Linked DNA regions of Mus musculus: regions 1 and 2 are each linked to region 3. The links are chromatin contacts, called in public HiChIP or PLAC-seq maps. All regions are on one chromosome and are shown on one strand. The core of a region is the stretch at or near the end of the contact, and the rest is flanking DNA. Distances in the headings are between cores, read along the strand shown.

What was found. HiChIP or PLAC-seq counts read pairs in DNA pulled down with a chosen protein or histone mark.
Region 1: a contact with region 3 is called in an H3K4me3 HiChIP or PLAC-seq map of the 230-238 cell line, with 20 read pairs. The contact joins the enhancer-like site here to the promoter of Rfc3 in region 3. A contact is called at or near these places in 6 of 39 promoter capture datasets (the C10 cell line, the HPC-7 cell line, embryonic stem cells and 1 more), 1 of 484 Hi-C or Micro-C datasets (nephron progenitors) and 2 of 115 datasets of contacts at active chromatin or transcription factors (both in the 230-238 cell line).
Region 2: an H3K4me3 HiChIP or PLAC-seq map of neural progenitor cells shows a contact between it and region 3, with 16 read pairs. The contact joins the enhancer-like site here to the promoter of Rfc3 in region 3. A contact is called at or near these places in 3 of 39 promoter capture datasets (3T3-L1-derived adipocytes, embryonic stem cells and liver), 2 of 15 datasets of contacts at CTCF or cohesin (CD8 T cells and the NIH/3T3 cell line), 1 of 484 Hi-C or Micro-C datasets (nephron progenitors), 6 of 115 datasets of contacts at active chromatin or transcription factors (effector CD8 T cells, embryonic stem cells, neural progenitor cells and 1 more) and 3 of 9 other capture datasets (adipose tissue, embryonic stem cells and liver).

Annotation. Positions count from the first base shown.
Region 1 is chr5:151,480,884-151,483,583 of GRCm38.p6, reverse strand. No RefSeq gene overlaps it. Among named protein-coding and RNA genes, the nearest start is that of Gm36579, 66 kb to the right of the region's middle. Within about 2 kb of position 1,298, at least 1 of the 459 cell types and tissues checked has an H3K27ac peak or open chromatin away from gene starts, as enhancers often do. A contact at or near this core is called in the 230-238 cell line, where this site is marked.
Region 2 is chr5:151,421,625-151,424,324 of GRCm38.p6, reverse strand. All of the region lies in intron 1 of Gm3704 (predicted gene 3704), which reads right to left. Gm36579 (a long non-coding RNA gene) reads right to left here. Exons shown (of 3, transcript XR_003956030.1): 3 at 874-1,297. It also overlaps a transcript of Stard13 not described here. Among named protein-coding and RNA genes, the nearest start is that of Gm36579, 6.6 kb to the right of the region's middle. Within about 2 kb of position 1,359, at least 19 of the 459 cell types and tissues checked have an H3K27ac peak or open chromatin away from gene starts, as enhancers often do. A contact at or near this core is called in 3T3-L1-derived adipocytes, adipose tissue and neural progenitor cells, where this site is marked.
Region 3 is chr5:151,649,780-151,652,479 of GRCm38.p6, reverse strand. It overlaps Rfc3 (replication factor C (activator 1) 3), which reads left to right and starts at 1,272. Exons shown (of 9, transcript NM_027009.2): 1 at 1,272-1,414; 2 at 2,471-2,608. The coding sequence starts at 1,328.

The DNA.
Region 1 (2,700 bases), core at 49-2,548, 170 kb after region 3:
GGAGTTACCACAGAGAAAGGAGCTTCAGTTAAGGAAATGCCTCCATGAGATACAACTGTTAGGCATTTTCTCAATTAGTGATCAAAGGGGAAAGGCCCCTTGTGAGTGGAACCATCTCTGGACTGGTAGTCTTGGTTCTATAAGAGAGCAGACTGAGCAAGCCAGGGGAAGCAAGCCAGTAAAGAACATCCCTCCATGGCCTCTGCATCAGGTCCTGACTTCCTTGGTGATAAACAGCAGTATGGAATGTAAGCCGAATAAACCCTTTCCTCCCCAACTTGTTTCTTGGTCATGATGTTTGTGCAGGAATAGAAACCCTGACTAAGACAAACAGATACTGTTCACTTGAAAAAGTACTCTGTATATATTTTAAGGATTCCAAAAACCAAAATTTTGTAAGGTAATACCCAGGAGACATCTATTTATATGTGTATTTTTTATTTATTTGGAATGATAATTATATCTCTTTCTCTTCCTCTTTCTGTCTCCCCTTTCCTCCCAAAGGGTGTTTCTCTTCACTATTTTGAAAATTCATTGCCTACATTTTCATAAATTTTTGTCATATATGTCACATATACATTAGATATATCCTAAACTACATTATAATTATCTGTAATATATAATAACACCATAAATTTATATCAAGAACGCTCCTGATAAGTGGCCTTACATGAAAAAGGAAGAAAGATAAAAATGAAGTATTATTTATTTAGTTGTGATTTATTAAAAATGAAATTGGGGACTGGCTGGACCAGGATAAACTAATAACAGAATCTAGATGATGACATTAAAACTTATGAACCTTAACTCTATAAATAGATGACTGGGAAACTAACTGATCATGTTTACTGATCTGGTCTATCCTTACTCATTTTACATCTTTATATTTACTGCTATAAGGAGAAAAGAACAGACCAGGGAGTCGAGATAAATACAAGTTTACTATACTTCTAAATGGCAGACACTAGAAATTGACATTACAATTTTAACCTCTTAGAAAATCACTGTATGAAATATTTTAAGTGCAAGCCTTGAGGAGCCTATGTGTGGCTTTTTAAAAATCACCTGTTCAAACTATCTTTCAAAACAGCAGTCTAAAACAAATAAACTGATATGTTATGCCCTACAATGTTCTCTCAGGCAATGGTGCTCTCCAAAGTCACTGTGGACCATTAAAAAATCATAAAGGTGGGGGAAGAAGGAAGGACCAAACATGTTTTTCATCAGCATAGAGGATGCAGGTGCAGAATCTCAGGGTTATGAAATCCCCAGAGCACATGCATGAGAGGAAAATAAAATCACAAAACCCAGCGTATTCAGGGACACTGGTAACATTTACAGGACAATCTCAGCACTGTGACTTACTTACAGTTGTCTGAATTTTGCTTCTGCCTGTGTCCTTGTCTGTCATGAGAACCACAGGCTGTGCACAGACTGAAAGCCTGAAACAACAGTAGGAAGCAGCTGTAGCACACAAAGTCTTCTCTGACATTGTTGTGGTCTGAGCCTGTTCCATATCCTAAGACAGTAATTTCCTTGGCTCAGCCTAGATACAGGGCATTGTCTCTGTGTGGTAAAGACTCTAATATGTACTTTCCTTTGAATTGTCTTTTCTTGCTCCTGCAATCTTTGTTTATACCAGTGGAGATGACTCGCAAGATCTGTTTTGAGTTCTGGAAGCCCAGCACCCACATGCAGGCAGACATAATTCTAGGTGCATTCATTCCCATTTTTATCACAGAAGAAGGACCCAAAGAAATCCAGGAATTTATTTGGAAATATCCAGATTTACTATTGGAAAATACTCTGTAAGTACCTGGGTGAATGTGCTAAGGGTGTTCTGTCTACACAGCAGTAATACTCAGCGATGCACGTGTAATTCCTTTGTCAGTAACGAAACATATACACAGAAATGTGAGACTGAATGTTAAACTTACCTCTTTCACTGTGCATCTATAGGAAATTTCTTTCCTATTCTTTATATTTACATCACGTAGAGATCAAATAAGGAAACCAGAAACTTCGTGTCAGCATCATCTGTGAGTCAATGGTCAGGCATATATATACTTAAGTCATAGAATCAATCTGTCAAGGAGATGTTCCTTCTGTTCATGTTAATTTGAGCATCTTTACATCTTATGTTTGAATGTCTGCTTCTTTCTACACAGTAAAAGTGTTGATGCTAAAATGACGTTGAATGTCCCCATGGCTTTACTACATATCTAAGTCTCTTTTACCCCACATGTTTCTTTGGTCTCTTTAAAGTATCTGATTGGGAACTGTGATCTTAGTTATGACTTATTTATTTTCCATTGAAATTTTAAGGTAGTGTATGGAAAATCACATCCGTAATGACTGGTCTTCTACCTCCTAGTTAATCAGGTCTGTTGGGCACACTGTGTCCTAAGATTTGTTGGAAGTTTTGTCTTTTTTATTTTCAGTATTTCTATCTGTCCTTGCCCTCTCTCAGAATCTGTTGGAGTACAGAATCTTTCATTTGTATTGCTGTTTTTTCATCCTCTGTCCAAGTTCTCCTGTGTAGGCTTGCATCATGTTCCATTTGAACTCACTTGCTTGTTTCTATCTTTGTTATGTCATTCGTCTTTATACTTACTAGTACTTTACATGGTTAATATAACTTAGTTCAGTTATTGGTTAATTATGGCATTGTGGAGTGGTATATTGGCCTTCCTTTTTCAC
Region 2 (2,700 bases), core at 110-2,609, 230 kb after region 3:
TGGCTCACAACTGTCTATAATTCCAGTTCCAGGGGTACTGATACACTCTTCTTGCCTTTACTGACACCAGGTATGTACATGGTATACAGACATGCATGCAGGCAAAATACTGATGCATATAAAATGAAGTAAGTAAATCTTTTTAAAGTTTTAAATAAAAAGAAAAGCAGGCATAATAGTGCCAAACTGTTAATCATTCTCTAGTATTATACCAAAAAATGCCAACGTTTTAAAGGCACTAGATGGCACCATCCAATTTTAACCAGATGATAATCATGATTTTATTATAATATTAATAATAATTATTATTAGCTAAAATTGCTTTTTTTTTCGAGACAGGGTTTCTCTGTGTAGCCCTGGCTGTCCTGGAACTCACTCTGTAGACCAGGCTGGCCTCAAACTCAGAAATCTGCCTGCCTCTGCCCCCAAGTGCTGGAATTAAAGGCGTGCGCCACCACGCCCGGCTAAAATTGCTTTTATTAAAATAATTCTGGCCAAACTAGTAGAAAACAGTAAATTAAGGAAATGCAATAGACATAACACTTGAACTTGCATAGCACATTAGCTCCATTCTGATATTATTGGGGAGCTGCTCAGTGCATGCAGGGGGTGCGAATAGCAACTCCGGAGAGGTGAGGTGACTTGTAACAAAATTCTATTTTTAATTCTTCCTTAAGATGCAAATCTAGCCAGGGGGTGGTAGCGTAAGCCTTTGATCCCAGCTCTTGGGAGGCAGAGGCAGGCAGATTTCTGAGTTCAAGCCAGCCTGGTCTAGAGAGTGAGTTCCAGGACAGCCAGGGCTACACAGAGAAACCCTGTCTAAAAACAAACAAACAAACAAACAAACAAAACAAAACAAAAGATGCAAATCTATAAGTGCCTTGGATATATATGTTTAATAAATACCCAGAGATTAAAATTTTAAAAATACATCCACTTGTAACCAAGATGAAAATCCAGATAGATCGGAACAGACTATCTTCACAAGCTGTAACAGAGAAAAAGATTGTTTACTGCGTCCTGTCAGTAGAAAAGCAGCTGTAGAGAATGCCTCAGTGAAGTTCAGCATGAGTGTTGGTGACATTGTCAGAAACACAGGGATTGGGTGGGATATGCTGCATGTCAGAACTCATGCCAAGCAAAGCCTGTGCCACAGTCCCAGACCCAAGTTGTCTTTTACTGCTTGAAAGAACGCATGGCAAGCTGTGGTTCCCTCATAACACTGAAACCTAAATGTTTTCCAACCCAGATGAGGTCTCGCGCCGGAAGTTCTTTTGACTAAGTATTGCCGAGGCATCTGTGGGTAAATACGAGCACAGTATGAGTCGGCCTGCCAGGGCAGGAGTAATCTTTGAATCTCTATACATGCAAAGAACAGTGATTAGATTTTGTAACCAGGAATGGTTAGCAAGTCAGAACTATTCAGGGAAAGGACCATGTGAAAAATGTTTTTCATACTATGGCAAAGAGCATGGGCAAGGTTCCAGATGGGGTAAAAGCTGTAGGCTGGGCATGTCAGAGGCCCAGTGGTGCTCTCAGAGATGCCCTGCTTCACAACAGCTGAGCTCAGGCAGCAGCAGAAGCTACAGAAATATGATGTGGATTAAGGACCCTGGAGGGAATTGAAGCCACTCTCTATGGCTTGCCCTGCTGTTGACTCTCCCTGTGCAGAGGGGTCAGTTTTGGTTTGTTTCTACAAGGGTTTGTTCACTCCCTGCATCTGTGCACCTTTTGCCAACCTCTTTATCTGCTGGCCACTGGCTAGAGATGGCTGCTGACTTACACTGACTACTGGACCAGTGGGATTTCCACTGTTGCTTATAGGGAGTAACCAGAGAAAGATGGTGCCTAGTTGTGACTTAGCCTGGGCTTATGTGGATATCTACGCCCTGGAACTCACTTCCTAGTGTGACTGGTTTTAACTGTCTCCTCTTCTAACACTCTTCACTCACTAAACTAAGTGAATACTGACTTAAAGGAGAGCACGACCTTTAGGACTGAATGCAATTATAAAATGCTACCATTCAAAGGGAAGAGTAAGAACCACTTGTGAGCATCCTCTTTCACCCACAGTCCCAGCAAACACGTTCATCAGTGTCTCTCTGGACACTGTAACCCTGGGCGGCATGCTGACACCGACTGCATGAGAGCCCAGCCTTATCCTCTGAAGCTCTGTCACTAGTATGAAGGCATTCTCCCACCCTTGAGCCTTTAAGAGAGTAGCAAAACAAGCACTTGTCCAAATGCAACGCAGCCTGGACACTTTCCAACTCCCCGCCCATGTTCTCCCTCAACGCCCACCACCAGATTCCCTAAGAAGTGAGTCCGGGACAGCCTCTTTCACCTAGGAATGCTTCAGTTTGTGTCCTGAATAAAAATCCTTAGGACTTGATTCTGGCACTTCCATTTTTCCTAAGGCATCTTTTTTTTTTTTTTTTTTTTTAAATGTAGAGTAAAAGCAACTCAGTCCAAAGTATTTCACAGTGACAATAACTTAGTATCTGTTAAGCAGAATAATTTTGTACTGGATCATAAGAAAACGTGTCTTTAGCTAATTTAGTTTTCAGGCTCTTGTTTTCACATCTGAAATTAAGGGGTACCTTGCAACAAGCCAATGATTTTTAAAGGATAATATTATTCTTCCTGGCTTTTAGTGAACCTCAAAGAGGATGGTGCCTTAGGAGTTCAACAACAGTTGGA
Region 3 (2,700 bases), core at 23-2,522:
GGGTCCAATCCTTTGGACAGGTACATCACAGGGTGTTTCCATGGTCCCAAAATTTGGATTAAAAGCCCTTCTGTCTTGTTTTATGGACAAACAGATGAAAAAGTTTTGAGACATCTGGAAGTTTTAGGGCTGGAGTCAATGCTAGAGCTGTTTCTAAAGCTTCAAATACCTTTTGTTCAACCTCAGTCCAGATTAAGGGCTCAGTGCCCTGCTTCGTGCTGGTGTGTAGTGAGAGGCCTTGCTCTGCTTACAAACTCTGGAATCCAGAGGCAGCACTACTCCATTGCCCCTAGGAACATACCTATATAGTAGTTTCTATAGTGATTCCAAATCTCATCAAGCTGATGACCAAGATTAACCATAGCAACAAGCTTTCAGGTGTCTGAAAGAAACTTCTGAAGCTACTGCAGGGAGCAGATCAGAGCTGTGTCTCTGGCCTTGGCCCTCTGGCTATGATTTGAGGACTCTATCCTTCCTTCCCAGCCACTTCCTCAGGTCTCACAAGTTGAAGAATTCCAAGTATGGTTATAAGTTAAAAAATACAGGGCAACCAATTAAAATCTAATTTCAGATAAAAATTAATTTCATTGCAAATATTGCCTGGGACACACACCGAAATGTTATTGGGGATCTAAATGTTATTGGGGGCATCTGTGTGTTGTATTTGTGAAAACAAGTAAACCTAGGTTTTTTTTTTTTCTATGTTCTCTTCACATTCTTTCAATCTTTTAGATTAAAAGAATATACCCTAGGATCCACCATGAACTACCTGTCTTTGGACGTTGTCTGTCATGCTTCTGGGTACTTTCGCTTCTGATTTCCTTTACTTTCTATTTCCTTTACTTTCCTAGTTCAGAACATATAGTTCACAGAGGCATGTAGGCAAATGCTCATTGAATATTGGAGTTTGTTTATTATTTTAAAGAAAAGCAGTTCTACTAATAAAGATAACAGATTATGTAGCACTAATTAGAATGAAGTTGTGAATCAGTGAATAAATGAAAGAATGAAATGGAGGGAATTTCCTTCCCTAAGAACTCAGATTGGACGAACCTGAATGTCAGAGATACATCTTTAATTCCTTCGAATGTTTTCTAAAATGTTACAGGGTGAGAACAAAGAGGCAGCCACTGCCCGGTAAATCCAGCGACTGTTGGTGCAGTGGTGGAAGTGGGAACTGCAGCGACTGCTCCACTCCCGGTTGAGATTGCCCAGTCTCCCTATCCGGAAGTCGCCGGGTGCCGGAAGTGACGTCGCACGCTTTCGCGCTCGCGGGAAAACTCTACTGTCTAAGCGGCGGGTCCGCTGGTGCGACTGTGGAGCGGTCATGAGCCTCTGGGTGGACAAGTACCGGCCGAGCTCCCTTGCCCGGCTGGACTATCATAAGGAACAGGCAGCACAGCTGCGCAACCTGGTGAGCCGCCCTGCTCAGCAGCTTCCTGCACAGCCCGGGGAAGGGAAGGGAAGGGAAGGGAAGGGAAGGGAAGGGAAGGGAAGGGAGGGAGGGAGGGAGGAGGCGGGCGCCCCGGTGCTAGCGAGGGGGTCAGAGTGACGCGTTCCTCAAAGTGCGGTGTGTTTGCTGCCGGGAACCTCAATGGCTTGGTGTGGGGACCAGAAGAAGGCCAGTGTAGTGGAGAATCAGGAGCAAGCAGCGGCGGTAGGGGGCGGGGATGGGGGTGTGCCCGGGCCTCGGTGTTACTGCAAATGCCTGATGGGCTCTCCCGCTACAGAGAGCTTAGGTGGGAAGCTGATAGAGGTGACTGTGCCCCGGACCCTGTTCTTAGTTACTGCGGAATCACAGCTAAGGCTTTTCTGAAAAGGAGAGATTATTTTAACGAGTGCCGCGATCGTTCATATGAGAGCTTTTGGAAGACTCGAGGGTGAAGTGGAAGATATGTTTTAGGTTTGGTTTTGGTTTTGGTTCGTGATGCATGCACTAATTTGAAATAGAATATTATGCTTCGTTAATACACGTGCCGGTTTTCCTTGCAAAAGCTTTAATGTTCAGTTTCCCGGTGGCAAGATCAAGACCCCATGTTAATAGTACTCTTTCGTTTGATGGCACTCTGTTACTGCTGTCTTTTCCATAGCATTGATCAACCTTGATCTAGTGTGAAGTTCTTCTGTCTCTTCCAAGTGAACTTACAAGGAAATCAGCGCACCTGCTTCTGAGCAAGAGGACCATTATGGGGAGCCCGGGCCAGACAAGCATCTGTCTTAGTTACAGAGATTGGGTTCGCCTTCTGTCATCCCTTAGTTTCAAACGGGCCCTTCAGATAGCTTACTTAGGGAGTGCCTACTTTTAAGCATTTAGTGCATGTAAATTAGATTAAATTAGTGTCCAGAGTTTGGTACATTTTCTGTTGGAGCTGGATGGTAAACAGAATATCTTGGAACTTTAAAAGTGGTTTGTTTAACTTAGTTCACCCAGTTTAACTAAGATATAATGTCTTGTTCTTTTTTTCCTTAGGTGCAGTGTGGAGACTTTCCTCACCTCTTAGTATATGGACCATCAGGTGCTGGAAAAAAGACAAGAATTATGTGTATTCTACGTGAACTTTATGGTATCGGGGTGGAAAAACTGAGAATTGAGCATCAGACTATCACAGTAAGCATCTTGGGTTGAAGCTTAGCAGATGTTTCTGGAGGGGACTTTTAATCCTGGTCATGTGTATATCTCTCCCCACCACTAGCCAGTGA